2 separate regions of the Lactuca sativa genome follow, and region 2 is linked to region 1. Evidence: chromatin contacts called from public Hi-C data. All regions are on one chromosome and are shown on one strand. The core of a region is the stretch at or near the end of the contact, and the rest is flanking DNA. Distances in the headings are between cores, read along the strand shown. Region 1 holds the start of LOC111919870 (serine carboxypeptidase-like 2). Region 2 holds the start of LOC111900974 (serine carboxypeptidase-like 16).

The links. A called contact is a pair of places that touch in the nucleus more often than the background predicts.
Region 2: a contact with region 1 is called in a Hi-C map of leaf, with 5 times the contacts expected there. The contact joins the promoter of LOC111900974 here to the promoter of LOC111919870 in region 1. A contact is called at or near these places in 2 of 4 Hi-C or Micro-C datasets (both in leaf).

What each region holds. Positions count from the first base shown.
Region 1 is chr1:203,278,203-203,282,264 of Lsat_Salinas_v11, forward strand. LOC111919870 (serine carboxypeptidase-like 2) reads right to left here and starts at 1,868. Exons shown (of 14, transcript XM_023915434.3): 1 at 1,634-1,868; 2 at 1,417-1,562; 3 at 1-30. The coding sequence starts at 1,767.
Region 2 is chr1:203,602,057-203,606,118 of Lsat_Salinas_v11, forward strand. LOC111900974 (serine carboxypeptidase-like 16) reads left to right here and starts at 2,218. Exons shown (of 14, transcript XM_023896841.3): 1 at 2,218-2,414; 2 at 2,496-2,641; 3 at 3,982-4,058. The coding sequence starts at 2,284.

The DNA of each region.
Region 1 (4,062 bases), core at 618-3,117:
TTGAAGTTTCCAAATTGAAATTAAGTGGACCTGGAAAAATGATAGTTAAATAATGTTAATAAGTGGTGTGGATAAATCGGAAGTAAGATCAGTCACTATTTAATAATAGTATACAATGACTTTAAAAGTTACAAAAAGTGTCACTAGGTTTTATTTTTAGTGTGTAGGGTAAAAACGTCAAATTTCAAAACCAAGTAAAATAATAATAGCCTAAAGATGTAAAACATCACATGATTGACAGAAATTATTAAAATAATACAATTAATCAAATAAATGAAAGTTAGGCCAAACCTCCCAATCATAGTGTTTTTTATTTGGCATGGCCAAGTAAAAATAATTTATAATAATAGCCTCAAAAGCACATGATTCATATAAATTATAAAAATAATATGATTAACCAAATACCCAACAAATGATGTTTGCTAGAATGTCCGGCTGTTATGGAAGTGGTTAAGGTTTGGAATTTCACATAGGAAATATTAACTTATTATTCGTAAAGGCCTAAAACAGAGTTCAAATGCATTATAGAAAAAATAAATTGTATGAAGAGTAGAATGAGGATTCGGCAAGTTACATCCCATTAAACTCTAATGAGTTCAATGAACTATAGATGCCCTTAGTGTTTATATAGATAGTGTTTATATACTTTAGGGTTATCCTTTAATAGTTATCTTCATATTTTGTGTGTGTGTCTATATCTATTAGGGTGTATATGTAAAAATAGTAACCTAAACCCTTAATCCATTGATCATCCCAGTCTTCACCATCCATCACTTGATTTTTAGGATTATAAACGACATATCACAAAAAGATATAAGAAGAGAATAAAATAGAGAACACACAAAAATTAACATGTTTCACAAAATCGGGGTAATTGTACTCCACAACTCGACATTAATCTATTAAGCTATGGCTCCTTAATTTGTAATATCATTGGAAGTCAAACGCCATACACAATTTGAGGGTGTTGGTGTTTATATATAATTAGGATTATGTTTTTTTTTTGTATTTATCTTCATCCCCTGTCTGTTTAGTTTTATATCTTATATAGCCTAATCCTCTCGTCCAATCCAAGATATATATTTTCTCAAAGCGTAATATGATAGATATGCTCTTAAAATACATCATGTTTTCGAAAATATGCCAAAAATATCAACACGATTGTCTTAGATATGGATCATATAAAACTGAGACATTATTTAAACTCTTTAAAAGTTTAATCTAATTAAACTCCAACAACCAACAATATATAATTATATATGTCCAATGTCATCACTTTACTTTTTTCGATTTTATGCTTGCAATATCTATCTATATGGATTTGGGGGAATACATTTTTTTTTTTTTTTTACTTTAATCAGTGCAAAACGCACTACAACAAAAATCAACCATAGCCACAAAACGCAAGATGATTACCTATTTGATACATCATGGAATAAAGTACCGAAGTGCCGGGCCCACCAGTGAGGTAAAGAAGAAAAGGGTCTTCGGAGGGGTTTCTTTCGGACTCAACGAAGTAGTAAAAGATCTGCACTGCTTCATCTTTTCCAACTCCAATGTATCTTTCGAGAAAAACAAAAGACTAATTTAAGAGTCGTCTGAAACAGTAAAGACAATGAAAACGGAGACATACCCGGTTTCCAGTTTGAAAGGAAGATCACCATCAAAACCTGGAAGTCTCTTGATGATTGAGCTTGAGTTTGATGCACGTATGAAAGGTGCAAAGATTATCAAAAGCGAAATCAGAATGTGTTTGGATTTTTCCATTACTGGAGTTTTCGTTTGATGAGAATGAGACCCCTCGGAAGTAGAGTAGTAGCTAAGTAGGTGTATATAGTTGATATGTGGAAATGTAATGGTGGTAAGCAGTGCACAAACGAGAGTGGGGTGTCTATATTAATGTAGCATTAAATAAATGGGTGGCCCACAAAAGGGGCTACAGAGAAGTTGATAAAATATTCGAAAAACAAAAATAAACGTATCCCAAAGATAATGAAAGATGAAGACGGGAAAACAAGACAAATTTTCATGTGGTTGTCAAAATGGTTCATGAATAGTAAAAGGTAAAAATGAGATAAATTTGTAAAAATGGTTCAAATTTGAACAACAAGAAAAAAAAAAATATGTACTTTTCAGAATTAAGATTTGGTGTTGTATCAATTATCTAAAGTAAGATGTTTTTATTGGTTTTGGTCGTTGTTGGTTATAGACTTTGGAACCCAACATTATCTAGCAAAAATGTTCCAACATTATCTAGCAAAAAGAGAAGCACGTTTTCGTTTTTCCACTTGTATTTTTGCTTATTTAAATATTAAACTGTATTGAAAATTTTTGTAAAAACCCTAAAATCAGTAAGAACCTTATAAGATCACCCCTCTTCTCATCGGCTACAAACGAATACCAGACCTCCGCGTAATGCCCCTCTCACTACCTCCATATGTATGTATCTCTTTTCTTTACGTCCATCACCGTCATCTACTAACATCGTCATCCCTAACCACCTTCCTGTTAAAAAATGGAAAAAAAAGAAGGGCGTTTCCGGCCTATCCCACCATCTTCTCTCATATATTTTCATGCACGCACCAGAAGTCATCGTCAGAATCCCCTCCCTCATTCATCTTCCGGTCAATCATCTAATGTTACTGTTTTTTTTTGTTTGTATATATAATTTTGAACTAAAATTGTGCGTAAGTAGAAAGAATGCTAAAAAAACATTATGGAACTAAAAGAAACTCATAATAGGAGTAAAGTCCAAACAAATCAGTTCATAATTTGAACTTAACAAACATCAATTCAAAATCTATTTCCCCAAATGCAACCAAAATCAACAAAAAACCAAATTAAACATTAAAAGCAGTTATAAACACACAAACTAAACCTATAACTCCAAACAATCAGTGAAACAACAAAGAATGAATGAAACCCATCTATTATATGATAACATTAATACTACCACTGCATAAGCTCCAAAACAATTAAACTAGGTCAGCTTCAAGTACAATTTTTGAGGGTTTAATATTGTGATTTTTAGAAATTAAATCCAATTAATGCAGCAAACCCGCTAAATGGCCCTTAGGTTGCTTTTAGGTGTTTGTTGGAACGTTGAAGAAAGGTTGCCAAAATTAAATTAAAGGTGGGGACAGATTTGGGTAGCGGTGGAGATGTGAAGCAGATAGTGGTGGGTCATGATGCCATCGATGGCTATGGTGGTTGTGACACCTAGTTTTCATTATTTGAAATATGAACGGAAGGTGCGCTTGGTTGGATACAAACAAGAAAGAACTAAGAACAAAGTTATCATAAAGATGTTTTCATTAAGAAGCGATCCCTACATAGAGAATCGACAAAAAGTGGCAATATTTTGGGTTACAACTAGCGCAAAACGATTACACAAATGTATAGTAACACTAGTAATAATCAATCCCGACATTGAAGGGATTGATTCTAGTCTAACTTTCTAAGTCAACAGACTGATCCTAATCACTGATATCAAAGAACAACTAGCTGAAAGCTACTATTACTATAATTAAAGAATACAAAGTAAATACACTACTACTAATGATCACACGTTGAAGCTCGTGAGATTCATAAGTTAGGGTTGATGGTCAACGTGTATTTGACTCATTAGATTATAAGGTTCGACCTTACAATCTCCCCTATCTGATGATGTCAAAACTGACTTTAATTGCATTCGTGTATTTTTCGTCTTGCTTCATCCACTGAAAATTTCTCATTTAAGCTCTTTAATACGATTTCTTAGTTCCAATGATATCAACCAGTTCTAATCTTGTTCCGCTTCTTTATGCACCATTCACTAGAATTGAAGATGAAATATACTCTATGTTGGAGCAGCATGAAGTTCTTCAATAAGTTGAAAGCACATTTGATTTTGTCCGCCGCGATAGAAAATACCATACTCAGGCTCTCAAAGGAGCAATGTTGAATCGGCTTAACTCCCATTAGCAACATGGTGTTGATGTAGACAGTACGAAAAGGAAGAAGGGACTTGGCATATTTTGATTGTCATCCAGGGATGAGCAGAGTTGGGTTTTGAGCAATCTA
Region 2 (4,062 bases), core at 968-3,467, 320 kb after region 1:
TTCAGTACAATAATACTCATACATTTTTGGTCTTAGTGTTTAAGACTACAGTTCACATTTAAGAAAATAATGACTTTCTGGAATCATACATCATCATTTTATAAGGAAAGATACAATAGAAACACATAAGTATACAACTCATTTAAGAAAATGTTGGATTTTTTGTGAACATACTTTATCATTCTACAAGGAAAGATACAAAAGAAATACATACATCTACAGCTCATTTAAGAAAATATTGGATTTTCTAGAAACATACATCATTATTTCACATGGAAAAGATGCAAAGGAAATTCTTATATTTATAGTTCATATTAAAGAAAATATTAGATTTTCTAGAAGTATACAAATCATTTTATCCAAAAACGTTACAAATCCTTCTCACACAAAAATGCTTATGAACTCAACAACTTAATTGTTGACACTTTTCAAAATCACTTGTATTCTCATGGAATCAGTACACAGGTATTCACAACATTTTGAGGCCCTGTGTCGCTGCATTATGTTTTCTACTTTTGTTATTTGTATTTAAGTGTTGAACAAAACAAAGTTGTAAACGATGTAAACTTGTATTATCAATGTATGAATCTTTGAGTTGCTTTGTTTCATTACTATTCAATTATACATGAAGTCCATCCATGCGCCCCCAGTCGTTTCTGCCCTCCTGGTTTGGGGGTGTGACACGACTCGTTAAGGCTTTGGGTTAATAGGCCGTAAGGGGGGGGGGGGGGGGGGGTTATTTTGTGGTGCAATATGGGGTTAGATTTGGATTTGTTGCGCAAGATGAGGTTTGCTTCGCAAAACATGATCCAAAAAATTCATGAAGTTGTTGATCATTTTTGGGGTAATATTTGGCATAGTGATGATACAATATTGTTAAACATTTTGATATTGAAATTGTTGAGGGGTGAATAAGGGGGCGTCTAATTAGGGACGATAAATTGGAACCAACAAATTAAAATGAAAAATATTTATAGTAAGTGTCGTTGAACTAGAAGCACGAGAGATTCTTTGATCAGATTTTGGTGTAGTGTTGTTGAAATATGTTTTGTTATAAAAATGAATGACAGAGAGAAGATTGCGTAAGATTGAAGGTTAAAATTGGTTTGTATTTATAGTGGTAAGTAGTTAAAGAAAGTGATATTTAAAATTTTGATCATCAATTCAAAATAAAAAATAATAAGAGTTTGAAGTTGTTGGAGGAGAAAAGAGAAGAAAGAGAGGAGAGGTCTGAGATGTATCTCATTTATCCGGTTTGTCACTGTGGTTACATCACAATGACGATTTAGTGTTCCCCTATACGATGAAATAGCCAGACCCCACCGCACCATGTGGTAGAGGTATACCCTATGGTTTAGTGGCGGAGCCAGAACAAAATACTAAGGGCAGCACACGTAAATTTTAGGGGTAACATGCCAGAAAAATTAAAATACATCGAAAAACATTTCAAAACGTTTCCATTACACATAAATTTATGGACCACAAACTTCTTAGTAGATCCGCCAGTGTGACGGTCTAACCATAAATATTGCCGAACTCATTAAAAAAAAACTTAATTCGAAAAAAAACTTCGTTATAACTTGTTAAAATCATAAGAGTTTTCTATTTGAAAAATCTTTATCCGAATTCTAAGGGAGTGTTCGAGATTGCTTAATTGAAGTTCTTATTCATTTATTCCGGTTTGAAACCTGTAATAAAGAGTTTATGATAAGTTGTTTTATCGTTACATGTAAATTAAAAGTTTCTAAAAAGTAAAAAATAACTTATCAATTTGTTTTGTTTTGATACCGAACAAACTGATCTAAACATTTTTTTAAAAGCTCGTTTTAAACTAATAAACCCTTTTACAATTGTTTCAAATAAACGATCCTTATATATTTATAATAATAAACACTTTCACAAATTAAGATAACTTGATTTTGACACCAAATAAACTAATAACCATTCTATGTTTTTACGGAAACTAGTAATATCTAAGCTAAAACATATAAAATTTACTTTTTTATTCCTCATAATATATAATTTTTTACCAATAATATTTAGTTATTTTAATGATAATATTATGTTTTAGGTACACTTAATATTTGTACCCCTACGCCCATTTTGTGGTCCAGCCAAGGTTTCAATGCACATAAACAATTACACTTATTACACTGACGGGTTGACCCCATCTCTCTCGTCTCGTGCATTCCAAACCACCACCGCATATCTACATATTACTATATTATATATTACACCTGCTTCTCACACGTCTTGTTTCATCGAAAGAAAACACTTCGTGTAATGGAATCAAAACACATTGTATTTTTCTTTTTGTTCACTCTTGCAGCTTTCATAACTGCATCAAACTCAAAGTCAATCATCAAGAGACTTCCAGGTTTCGATGGCGATCTTCCTTTCACTCTTGAAACCGGGTATGTGTCTATTTTCATCGTTTTCACTGTTTCAGAGTTCAGTCAACTCATAGAGACAAACTTGTTTTGATTTCTTAAAAGATACATCGGAGTTGGAGAAGATGAAGCTGTGCAGATCTTTTACTACTTCGTTGAGTCTGAAAGAAACCCTTCGGAAGACCCTCTTCTTATTTACCTCACCGGTGGCCCTGGCACTTCGGTTCTTTATTCCATGATGTATCAAATAGGTAATTAATTAATCTTCTTATTTACATTTTTTAATTACTGTTATTGTTGATTGGAAAAAGTATACCCCATATACTAATATTTTCGATAATATTAGCTAGCATAATAGTGAAAAGGAAAGTTCTGACTTTGACACATTGTGTCGGTGGTTGGATTTTGTTTAAATAAAGTTTTAACAATCTAAAAAATGTCTCATTTTTATATGATTCATCGATAAAACCAATTAGGAAGCCTTAGTTATCAAGAATTTGAATGTATTTTAGAAAACTTGATATGATTGTAAAAGCCTTGGTTATGAGTTTATTAAAGGTTTATTGTTGTGGGAAACAGAGAGGGTGGGAGTGAGGGTGAAAGGGTGGTGATGGGAATTGGTGGCAGGAGGCTGAGGACGGTTGTGGGTGGTGGCAGACGACAGTAGACGGTGGCATAAGGCAATAGATGTTAACCTTATAAATATGATATCATATTAGACTTTTAGTGGGTAATATTCATATTGAAATTGGATCAAAGCCTTAGGTTACAAGTTCAATGTGTAGGGTCTAGTAGAAAAAGATACACACACATGATGAAAATATCTACAAAAGGAATCTTAATCCTATATAAAGGGTTAGGTAGGTTACATTTTATATATGTAGACTTTTATTAATAAAGATGCACACATAAAAGATGAAGATAAATACAAAAGGATAAGCCTAATAGGCTAATCATATATAAGCACTAACATGAGTTAATAATTGGGATCATTAATGGAAGTTGACATTTATCCCAATCACTTTTTACCAAATAGATTAAATATAATAAGTATTTAATCGAAATCAAAAGGACTTTGGCCTAATGTCATAGAAGTTGACAAATAGGTGTTTCTCACCCAAAGTTTGAGGGTTCAAGTCTTGCATGGGAGTTGGGACCAAAGATGATCCCAAAAAACGCTCAAAGTCAAGAAACTTTAGTTAGCAAGTGAAAAGTCAAAAATACCCTTGTTTCACTTAAACCCTTAAGCTGGCCGATTAGTAACTCACTTTCAAACTCACCCCATAGATTCCCTTCTAAATTCCCCTGTATTGAAATTTGAAACTTTAGTGACAACGAGGCCATGATGAAATAAGGTCAAGAAGTGATCAAAGTTCACAACTTAACATTCGTTTGTTTGGTTACATGGTTTTGAATTTTGAGAATTTGTTACCATGCATGCAAAAAACAAAACTATTTGGATAAATACATGCATTTGTTTGTATCATAATATTAATTATCTCTAATACCACGTACAAACATAAAAACCGACCTTACATTCATTAGTATCAAACACAATTTATGAACATTAGTTAATAATCATCATTTTCAGGTCCACTTAATTTCGATACTGAAACCTCATGGGGGAATAACATTACATTGAAGCTGAATCCGTATTCATGGTCAAAGGTTT